Regions from separate parts of the Gossypium hirsutum genome. Here region 1 is linked to region 2. The links are chromatin contacts, called in public Hi-C maps. All regions are on one chromosome and are shown on one strand. The core of a region is the stretch at or near the end of the contact, and the rest is flanking DNA. Distances in the headings are between cores, read along the strand shown. Region 1 has its middle 7.0 kb from the start of LOC121224686. Region 2 has its middle 14 kb from the start of LOC121224684.

Region 1 (5,565 bases), core at 2,356-4,855, 180 kb after region 2:
AATTAAGTGAAACAAAACTCTAAAAATAATTTGGGGACTATATAGGGACTAAACTGAACATATCATAAATTTCTAGGAAAAACTATAAAAAGGGGGTCACACAGTTGTGTGGTCAGGCCGTTTTAGAAGGCTAAGACCGTGTGGGAGGGGTACACGATCGTGTAACACAGGCTAAAGTTACCCCATATGAGGGACACGACGGTGTGGAAAAGCTGTGGCCATGTGGTTCACGAACTAGCCAAAGATTTATAGGGCACATGGTTGTGTGGTCTACATGCCCGTGTGGAAGACCGTGTGGCCCTGAACTTCACATGATTTTCCACCTATTCACTTGGTAAAGAACACACACCTTTCACCACGATCAAGTCTGATCCGGTTCATCTAAATCTGGTCATTCGAACAACAATTTCACACGAATTAATTGTTGGTATTAAGATTTTGGCAAGATTATCAAAGATTTGACAAAATCAAAAAATTGATTAATTGAATTGAAAAATTAGCGTGGAATGATGACATTATGGAAATACGAGATCTAATCATTGAAACGAATGCACTTATTGATTCTTGGCAAAGGTAACGATTGATAATGATGACAAATTTAAGCACCGATAGGAATTAAAGGAACGGAGGAGCGATTCGGTAGGGGAAAGAAAAATAATTAACAATCCAAATATTGAAAATTTTTGTGCAAGAATAAGGGGAAAGAAAAGAAAAAGAAGATTGAAAGGATAATTCTATTAGGATTTTGATAAGGGAAAAGTGAAGACCATTTAGGAAATAAAATTAATTATATACCTAGGGTTGGCAAACCCTAGGGGCAACATAGGCAATTTACTCAAAGTTGTCGAATTTAAAAGAAAAAATTAAAGGGAAAAAAGGGCTCAAACCTAAGACTTCTAAGATGGATGCACTCATCACTTAACCGTTAAGACTATAGTTCATTGCTTTTCTAATCCTAATTTCTAACCGTATATATTTTGAGGTATGGCTTTACCCTAGGTTGTCGAAAATTTAAAAAAAAAATTGAGAGGAAGTGAGCTCAAACCTGGGTCTCTAGGGAGAACTCTCTAACACTTAACCATTAAGCCTAATTCATTTCTTGTTTAACCATTTTAATTAACCCTTATATTTCAGGACATGACATAGATTTTATATGTTAATAATTCATACTATATAAATTTTGAATTTTCATATTATAATAAAAACACAATGTTTGTATTCTTTTGTAGTATGTCCTATTTTATATTATTTTTTTATCAAAATTATATAATTCTATTATAATTTGTTTTTAATAAATCAAAATATTAATATAACTATGTATGAAAAACATATTAAAAGTAATTAGATTTTGTCACACCTACAATGTCAGTGAAAGAAAATATCTTATATAATTTTCTTTTAAAGTAACAAATTAAATATATTTTATTTTAAAATTTATTAAATTATAAATATTGATGGAGTGGTAATGAACTTGTATTTTCATATTATTAAACAAGTGTTTGATTCTTGAATTTGTAATTTTTAAAACTTTTATCTACATATAATATAAAAGTATGAAAAGACAAAAGTGTAATCATAATAATTTTAAATTTAATTTAAAAAAGATATATTTCTATAGTTTCGTAGTTAAACTAATCACTCGGTTAAGAGTGAAACCAACACACTAAAATACTTAAATATAAATATTAAATTAGATAAATAATAAATCTTAGTTGAATTTGTTAAGTTTGGTAGTCAAATTGTAAACCTAAAATTTTAAAACTATGCTTAATCAAATAAAAAAAAGTAAAACAAATTTCCACTAAAAAATTTTGTGGCCGAAAGGATTCATAATTTTCTTGTGAAAATAACGGACGGTTTGCTAAGTGGCTCTCTAAATAGGCTTAACTATTATAAACATAAACTTAAATTTTAATTTATATATAACTCTAACTAATAGATAATTTTTATATTTAATTCTTTTTTCAAGTTATAACTCTAATTTAAGTAAATAAAGTTTAATTATATAACCTTTAAAAACTATTTTGTATACTGCTTTTTTATTTTTTTAACTAATAAACCTAAATTATATTAGAATTATCACCATTTTTTTAATAAAAAAAACCTACCATATACAATTTTTAACTGATAAATCTAAATCTAAATTATATTATAATTATCTCAACTTTTTCTAATATAATTTCTGTAATTTATTTCTTTTTGCAACTTTTTAATTATATTAGAATTATCATAAATTTTTAATATAACTACCGTAATCTCCTTTTAAAAAAATTACCATAGTCGATTTTTTTCAACTTTTTATGTTTATTATAATTAATTTTAAATGTAAATTGAGTACTATGATAGAAAATAAAAGGTATTCCCAACGGTTTACAAATTTCTTCAAATTCTTACTTTTATATATATTATGCAACGCATGTGATTTTACATGTTTTAAATTTAATTACTTTTTAAAACATTGTATTTTTAATTACAGTAATTAACATAAAATAATATTTCCTATTTTAAATTATTGAATATAATTAAAATATATTAACTTATCAATTCACATATTATAACTAAAATTTTTCAAAAAATATTTAAAGCATTTTCAACATATTTAACATATTACTTTCTATAGCACAACATATTTAAAATATTGTATTTTTAATTACAATAATTAACATAAAATAATCCATGTTCTTTTTGGCAGACTGCTTAAGGCTACTCATAACCCCTCATCAATCCATAACTAGGAGGATAATGCGCTTCAGCGCACTTAAACCCATATCCTCCTGCATCGGCAACAATACACATGCCAATCGAACTAAGACTCAATTGATATTGTGTATTAAATTAAATAAAATTACCATAAATTTTGAGAAACCACATATTTAGATGGAATTTAGAAAAGAAATTTAGATTTTAAAAATCTGGGTATAAATGAAATTCCTTCATAGTATAAACCAATTAAATAAGACTTGAAAGTAATGGTAGGGTTTTTGTTGCGTTACCCGAAAGTCAAATTCTAGATTTGTTCTTAAAAGTCGACAGCGGAATAATAAGAAATTCAAATATTATAATAATAAAAAACACGGAAAGAGCTTTGCTTCAAATTCAAGAGTAATGTGATTATTGGTACAACTTAAGTAAAAAACAAATAAACAAAGCATATATGTAAAGCAACAATGACCCTTAGATTTGAGAGAAAGGATATAAAGCAACAAAGACGACACCATGAGGGTTTACATTACAATCAAAGATGGAATCATCAGCTAAAGCTGCAAAATAAATACAAAAGAACCCTTATCACTCTCAAAACACTTCACTGTCAGCAACAGATAAGTGTAGCAAGTAATGTCACTTTCACTTGTGTTTCCCATTTTCTTGATTTGAGAGAATCAAAACTTAACGATTCATTAAATTAATTTATTACTTTCTGGGGCACGTTTGAGAAAACTTGAAAATGGTTTTTAGGGATCATCACCAATCAAATAAAATGATTAATGAGACTCCACTCCAGCTTCTATGCTCATCTAGGTTGACATTTTTAACCCTACTCTTGTATGCGTCGGATGGAGAGGGAGGGTGGTCCTGAATCCACAATATCGGTCCTTTTTTCTCCGACCACTCATCCAAAATCGCTTCACCTGGATTTTTTATAGGCACACAAACCTTGTATCAGACAATTCACTGAATTGCCTTTTGGGGCAGGAACGGCTTCTGTCTTGTTTGTGGGGTATATAAATGGTAAATTCAATGCAAAAGAAACGGACGATAACTTGATATTAGAGCTTTTATTTTTCACATTCATTATTTAGAAATCAACCTACACAACAACAGATGCCAGATGACTCTCCCCACCTGGAGGTTTGGGTTTGGGCCAAAACGATGCACCCAGAGTCACAATTCTAGATAGGCTCTGCTTCTTCCTACGATAAATGGTTGGGCACAGATGAGGCTATATGGATTGGCATTGCCTACAATTTCCATCTCATTGGAGCATAGCATATGGTCTAATAAGTGTTCTTCGCCACCAGACCTCGAATGCCCTTGGGAGATTTGGGCAGTTGTCACCAGCCTTTACAAAGCTGCCCAACCGACCAAGCAGAATGCTCTGCTGATCATATTTCTAATCATGTTTTTATTTTAATTTTGTATTAGTTAAAAAGAAATTTACAGTCTATCGAAACCATTTTTAAGTTTGAAAAACGGGGATCAACTTTTAAAATGAAAACGGGAGTCGCCACCGATCTTTTATTGAGATGTGATCGGATCACCTTGAAAATAATTTTAGGCCTGTGAATTTTGAGAAAACAGGTTCGGGAGTCGGTTACGTACGAGAAAGGGTTAGCACCCTCGTGCCGCCCAAAATTGGTATCGAATCGATTGTTTAATGTCTTAATGTCGGAACTTTGAAAAGATTTCAAAATACGATCCTTTTATCTTGAATAAAAATGAATTGGATGATAAGGCTCATGAATTATCTCACTCAGTAAGTTAGAGCGCAATATTTCAAATCCTCAAAATCAAGTTCATCTCCTAACTTTTAAAACCTATACGTTTTGAGAAGGATATTTGATTATTTGGGTCAAATGAGAAAATCAAAACTCAGTAAGTTAGGGTTCGATTTCACAAAATTCCTAGTTATCGAATATTGCCTTTATTTTCATTTGTTAGAAAAATTCTCGTCTCGAGAAAACATGTCATATCCAATGCGTTAGGACACAACGCGTCAAATTCCCGAGAATGAGCTTTTTATTGATGTGTTTTGATTAAAGAATATTCTCGATTATTTAGATTCAATGAAGAGAATTGGAACCCAATACGTTAGGGCTCAATTTTCGAAGATTCCAAATGTCGAGTATTTGCTTTATTTTGAAAGTTTTTTTGAATAAAACGATTTTGATACTTAAACGATATTAGACGTAATCTTTTGAACGAAAAAAACGATTGAATAATAATGTACAACGCAAAATGATTGTTCGTAAACTAACACGTATACAAATGAATGTCAGACAATCAATAAACACAAGTGAGCAATACAGAACACATGAATACCATGTCATATCACATATTATACAAATATTAATGACAATATTAAAAACTGAATTGAAAGTTAATATAATGATAAAAACAATACCATACCTATAGAAGTAACAATAATTTATCGTAAGTTAATGAGAAAATGTAAAATAATATTATATGAGAGTTTTATTTGTATGAAGAACAATAAAAAACACAACAAAATATAAAGGAGAATTTTATAAATAAAATGAAATACATTAAAAATATGACAAATATAAAAAAATAATACAGTATAACTTTTAAGTAATAATACATAATAATTTTAGAATAATAATGCACAATAAGTTCAAAAATATGAATACATAATACATGATGAAAAAAAAATATAATGCATAATAGGTTTAAAATAATAATATGTAGTAAACTTAAAATAAAGTACATAACAATATTCTACGATAAATCTTATATATAATAACTTTAAAGTAATATGAAGTACAAATATAAAAAATAATATTAGATCTAAAATTACCTATATTTAAATAATAATGGGATAACGAA
Region 2 (6,322 bases), core at 2,035-4,534:
ATTCGTTTAACTCAAAATTCGAATTTTTTTTCGATTTTTTTGAGTCGAATCGAGTTTTGCTCACCCCTAATAATAACTAACTAGTTTTCTTACCTAGTGTTGCACAAGTTTGATTTTATGTATCAATTAAAATATATTAAAATTATTTTATGATTTTGTATAAATTTAATATATAATTTCTCAAATTAAATTATTTTATATTTTTTACATATTTTATAATTTAATATTTTATTTAAAAAATAATGTTTTAAATTATTATTATTATTATTATATGTATATTCAATTTCTCATATTAAACATAGCTGAAAATGTGTTTATGAAATCTATTAACCTTTTATTTAAGAAATCTATCTACTAAATGTTTTAAATTTTTTATTTTTTAAAACCCAATCCTATGAATATAGTAATTATAATAAAATCTAATTAACATAAAAATCCTTATAATAAAATCTAATTAACATAAAATTCCTTATAATAAAAATCTAATAAGCATAGTTTTTAATTTTTTTTAAAATTTATTTCACAATTTAACTTTTAAAGATACTTACAATAAAAAAAATTCATTTAGAATGAATTATAATGAAATCAAATATTTATTTATTAGTCCAAAAAACTTTCTATTTAAAATTTTTTTTGAAACAAATTCAAAAATTAAAAACGATTTCAAAATCTATTAAAATATAAATTTTACTATATTTAACACAGTCAAACACAATTAATAAAGTTAACTTCGTTAAAAAGAAAACTGTAGAATATATGTTTTTTACTCCTTTTAAATTTGTACAATAAACATGCAAGTTTGTTTGTTTTTGTAACCTCCCCAATCCGGCCTAGACGTTAGACCCAAGTTTGAAAGATTACATTAGCCACTTTAGTGGCCCAGTAAGCTATCAGAGTTTTTGAAAATAATTCCTCTTTAAAACATCTTGTTTAATTTGTTTAGAAAACTTAGTTAAATACATGATTTATTATTCCTTAAGTTTTATTTATTTTCTAACAACGAAAAAGATGGCAATTACTTACGTTTTTATTAAAATCGGGTTCATCAAATAATAATAATCTAATAGCCTAATTAATATTTATGACTTAATGCATGCAACATAAAATCAAACCTAAATTGCTAAAAACCCTTCTGCACACAGCAAAATAAGTAAGGACTGAGGGGGATCACCTTGATGTAAACCTCTCGACAGAGTAAAACTTGCACTAAGACCCCCTACTGATTCTGACTGTATAAGAAATCGAAGCCACACACCTCATAATTAAAGTAACCCAGTCTCTATGAAAGCCCAATGAATCATCATCCCAGCCAAAAAATCTCACTCTACCCGGTCGTAAGCTTTGCTCATATCCAGTTTAAGAGCAAAGTTCCCTCTCTTGCCCCATTTTCTGATTTTAAGCAAATGCAAAATCTCATATGCAACTAAAACATTGTTAGAGATTTGCCTTCTAGGTATGAAAGCCCCTTGTGCCTCATTGACACAGTGTGTTAATAAGCCACTCATTCTGTTAATTAACACTTTAGCAACGATTTTATATAACACATTACAAAGGCTAATAGAACGAAATTGCATGATAGTTCATGGCTTACTAACCTTTGGGATTAAAACTATGTGTTTTGTGCCTTCCAACGTTATTTCGACCCAAAGCACAACAAGGCAATAGGACGTGATGTCCTTCCCCAAAATGTGCCAATATCATTGATAAAACAAGGTCGGGAAGCCATCAATGCTTGGTGCTTTAAGAGGAGCCATATCTTTGATCGCCATCCAAATCTCCTCTTCCAAAAAGGCTGCAATAGTTTGTCATTCATCTTATCCGAAATTTTCTTTTCCACATTATCAAAAATTCGTGAAGCATATCCTGCTTTCGAGGTTGTGAACAATCCTCGAAAATAGCCAGAGGCTAGGTTCATTATCCCATCTTCGTCAGAAACCCAACGCCCCTCATCATCCTCTCAACCTCATATAGCATTTCTCTGCCTTCTTTCATTGACCATCTTGTGGAAAAAAATAGTATTACGATCACTGTTGGAGAGCCAATTGATCCGTGCCCGTTGCTCCCAAAATATCTCCTCTTTATCAGCCTCTAGGTTCAACCCAAGTTGAACTTCCATCAGCTTAACAAGGGTATCATCATCCGGGTCTTTTGCATATAGCTCATTCAATCTGTCACCATACCCTTTCTTATGGGCCTATCGATCCTTCCGAATAGTGTGACTCTAATTGACAAGTTTTTGCCCCAAACGCTCAAGCTTCATATGCACTATCTCCGTGACCAACTCCTAATAATCCCAGATTACTTTCTCACAAGAATCTTACAAAAACCATTCGACATTAAATTTAAAATTTTTCCTCCCACGCCCTTGCCTTATTTTACATCTCCCTCTCGTATCCACCATAAGTGGACAATAGTCAGAGATAGAATGGCTCAAATCAGTAACGAAGAATTCTAAAAAACAATTCCACTATGTCGAGTTTGCAACCCCGTGATATAGCCTTTCCCGAATATTGGTTGCGACAAATCAGCCTTGTTCCCAAGTGAACCATCGCCCTATAAAGCCCAAGTCACTGAGATCACAATCAAGTAACACTGATTGGAAAGCTTCCATTTTCTTTTCTACCTAGTTACAACCGTCTTGTTTCTCAAAGGAATAAGTAATCTCATTAAAATCACCTACAACAAGCCACGGTAAACTTTAGTCCTGGCCCAACTGCCGAAGTAGCTCCTAAGTTCTTGATCTAAGATGTTCTTCGCAATGCCCATAGAAATCGGTAAAACGCCATAAAAATCCTTATTCAGCATCTTGTATTACAACATCTATGTGATGTTGTGAATAACTATGTAAAGTCACTACATCATGATGTCTCCAACGTAACGACAATCCACCCTTCGAACCCTCGGTTCCCACATCAATACCATGGTGAAAGCCACATTTCCGTCTAATACCTTCCATTCTTTGTACACTAATTTTTGTTTCCATTAGAAACAAGATTTGGGGACGAACCTTTCTCACCTTATTCCTGAGACAATGAACTGTCCGTGGCTTCCCTAACCTACGAACGTTCCAGCTAAAGGTTTTCATTGTGCTCGACTGCCTTGCCTTGTAGAGCCAGTCGATATATCTTCATTGCCAAGCAACGCACCTATATTTTTTAGAGCTAAAATAATGTATGTGCTACAAACAGTTCTTTTTCGTTTTTTCCCATCATCCATTTGAATTGGCCTATCCTCACCATCTGACCCTAACTCCATGAGCCCAACCGCATTGATCGCAACACCTCTCGGCCCAACACTAGTCATAATGTTTCCATGAAATCCCGAAAATTCCCCCCATTAGTGGTGTCGTTTATAATTGGGATTGGAATCAAAATTCCTAGAAATATCCCCTAAATTACACGGTAAGGATACTCTTTCCTTATTTGCAAGCTGGCTGATTGTTCCATCTGATTCACGTCATCATATCGTATTACTCATTTATAAATTAAATAATTTAAATTATGATATAAGTGTAATTCAAGATGTATATAAAAAGTTAATTTAATATTATGATTTTAGTCGATTGAGCCTTAACTCGATTGACATGAACAATATTGTCAATAAAAGAGGACATGGGTTCAAGTGCGCTGAAGCGTATTATCCTTCTATTTATGGGTTGGGGAAGAGCTATGAATAGTTCTAGGCATTGTGTAAAAAAAGAGCAAATATGACCAGAATCTATAATGAGATTATTCAACAATTTTTTATTATTATAATTTTAATGTATTAAAAATTATCAATTTAACTTCAAACAATTCATTTCAATATTTTATTTTCAATATTAAAAACTAGTTTTTAATGTTTTATTTTGTAATTCAAAATAAAAATTAATTAAAAATAAATTAAAGTTGAATAAAATAAAATTAAATTAAAATTTATGGATCACATTCAAATCAACTTTACCTAATAGGGGTGAGATTACTATAATAATTTTTTTAAATTTTATATTAGTTTTCTTTTTATAAGTGAAATAACTATTTATATTAGATCATCTAATTATATATTATAATATGTAATAAATTAAAGACAAATTAAAATAAATTTAGTTTCCTAAAAACAATTAAATTAATGTTATATTTAGGCTAACAAAAATTCAGCTTTCTAAAAATTTTAAAATAAAATATAATTACAAAATAGTTACTAATAATATTAGAAAAAGATTTAAATGTTAATTTTGATCTTCTTCAATCTATCCTCTTTTTGATCAAGGTATTTTCTTCAATCCATCATCATCAATTAACATCGGTTATTGTTTGCCAACTTATTTGAGATGTTTTAATTTTGTCACAACATAATTAATTAAACATCATAATTTGATTTTTGATTCCTTAAATTTTAAAAATAATTTGAATAAAATATAAATATAAACAGTATAAAATTACCTAATAATTACTAAATATTCCATCTCTCTCCAATGTGAATATTACTTAATACTCCATTCTTTTTGAAATACTTCTAACTTAGACTACAAAATAAATGAAAAGAGGACTATCTAAAAAATCATCCCTTTTATCTTAAACATGGTCTTTAGCGGCGTTTTTATATAAGCGCCGCTAAAGAACATGATCTTTAGTGGCGTTTTTTATTAAGCGCCGCTAAAGAACATGTTCTTTAACGGCGCTTTGTATAAAAACGCCGCTAAAGAATATGATCTTTAGCGACGCTTTTTTCACAAACGCCGCTAAAGAACATGTTCTTTAGCGGCGCTTTTGTACAAAAACGCCACTATTTTTGAGATTTTTTTTATATTAAATTTTTCATTTTTTCAGCCCTCCTGTAGCAACAAATCAAAAGCTACCAGATCTAAACCAGCTAAAAGCAATAAATTTATATAATATTTCAAATTAAACGAATAAAATAATATTAATATCAATAAATAAAAGTGAATTCATATTATTTTTGCAAAAATGTTAAAAGTTAAAATGATAAAAATATTTATGCAATACACTATGACGGCGGGAGTTGCGACTGAAACATCTTTATCATACTCTGAAGCTGCTGCTGGAGTTCATCGTACTTTCTGCTCTGTTCTGCTTCTCTCGATACCGCATCAGCTTTAAGTCATAGCTGGAGTTCTTCATATTTCTTTTGAACCTCTGCTTCTCTCGCTGCAGCCTCTGCTTCCCTCGCTGCTGCGTCTGTTTTAAGTTGTAGCTGGAGTTCTTCATATTTCCTTTGAACCTCACCTGTGGTCGCTTGCATCTGAGTCATCTGGTCTTTTAACCTCTGAACTTCAGCTTGAGCCTGACTCCCCGAAGCCATGTATTGCTGAGAGCTGGATCTAAAATATTGGGTTGGGCTAACGAAAGATCCTTGAAATTGAACCCGACCATACCTTTCAGGACCCAAAAATTCAGTAATAATTCGGTTATCAATGTCTTCAAGATGAACAGAACTATCACTAGAAGCAATCGCTTCGTACTTCGCCTTTTTATCCTTTAGTTTTTCCTAATAAATAAATCACATAATTACGAACGCAATATATATTAAAAAACATATGCAACATAACAACAGTCGCATTACAAGCAATGAATTAAACCATTAAAAAATAAACACTATAAATAACTAAAACAAGTCAAATCGATTTCACCAGCTTCAGGAGTCATGGGAGATCCATCTTTCTTCCTATGTGTAATTTCAAAAAGTTGAAGGCGTCCAACTTTTTGACCGGACGACAGTTCCTACAATATAGTAGTAAAAATATTATTTAATAGAAAGTTATACATATTTGACAATATTAAAAAAATTAAAATTACCTCCGCCTCAGTTACACATGCAAAACTTCTCGACCCGGCTGTGTGGGTAAATTTTTGTTTCTGCTTGCTGCTTTTTCCAACTTGTTCACGATCCTACGTTATGAATTTTTTAGTACTTAAATAGAAAATACTATAAACCAAAGTAATTACAATAGTTTGGAAGTACGTCATACCTCGCCTTTCTTCGAATGCCAAAATCTAACCGCATCTTCCTATTGGTACCTCAACATACCCAGCGGGACATTTTGCAATTTCTCATCGAGGGTTGTTTTTGTCTTATAATAATTTTTCTTCAAAGTACTTTTATTGTCTCTCCATCTTTTTCTCAATGCCTTCTTTACATAAGCATCCGAGACCTCTAAAGCAAACCTCGCCTACAAAAAACAAAAAACTAGAGTTAATAAAGTAAATATAAATGAAACTATGTCCCAAGCATTACAGATGACATTAACATTTTTTTACCTTAATATTATCGAGGGCTTGGTTTTTGTTGCTATCGGGCATTTGATGCCATGACTCGTAGTTGA

What was found. Hi-C and Micro-C count contacts between places; a contact is called where the count stands out from the background.
Region 1: a contact with region 2 is called in a Hi-C map of leaf, with 2.9 times the contacts expected there. The contact joins two enhancer-like sites. A contact is called at or near these places in 5 of 34 Hi-C or Micro-C datasets (callus, fibers and leaf).

The regions. Positions count from the first base shown.
Region 1 is chrD12:12,788,351-12,793,915 of Gossypium_hirsutum_v2.1, forward strand. No RefSeq gene overlaps it. Among protein-coding and RNA genes, the nearest start is that of LOC121224686, 7.0 kb to the right of the region's middle. Within about 2 kb of position 3,606, at least 3 of the 9 cell types and tissues checked have an H3K27ac peak or open chromatin away from gene starts, as enhancers often do. A contact at or near this core is called in leaf, where this site is marked.
Region 2 is chrD12:12,608,782-12,615,103 of Gossypium_hirsutum_v2.1, forward strand. No RefSeq gene overlaps it. Among protein-coding and RNA genes, the nearest start is that of LOC121224684, 14 kb to the left of the region's middle. Within about 2 kb of position 3,285, at least 5 of the 9 cell types and tissues checked have an H3K27ac peak or open chromatin away from gene starts, as enhancers often do. A contact at or near this core is called in leaf, where this site is marked.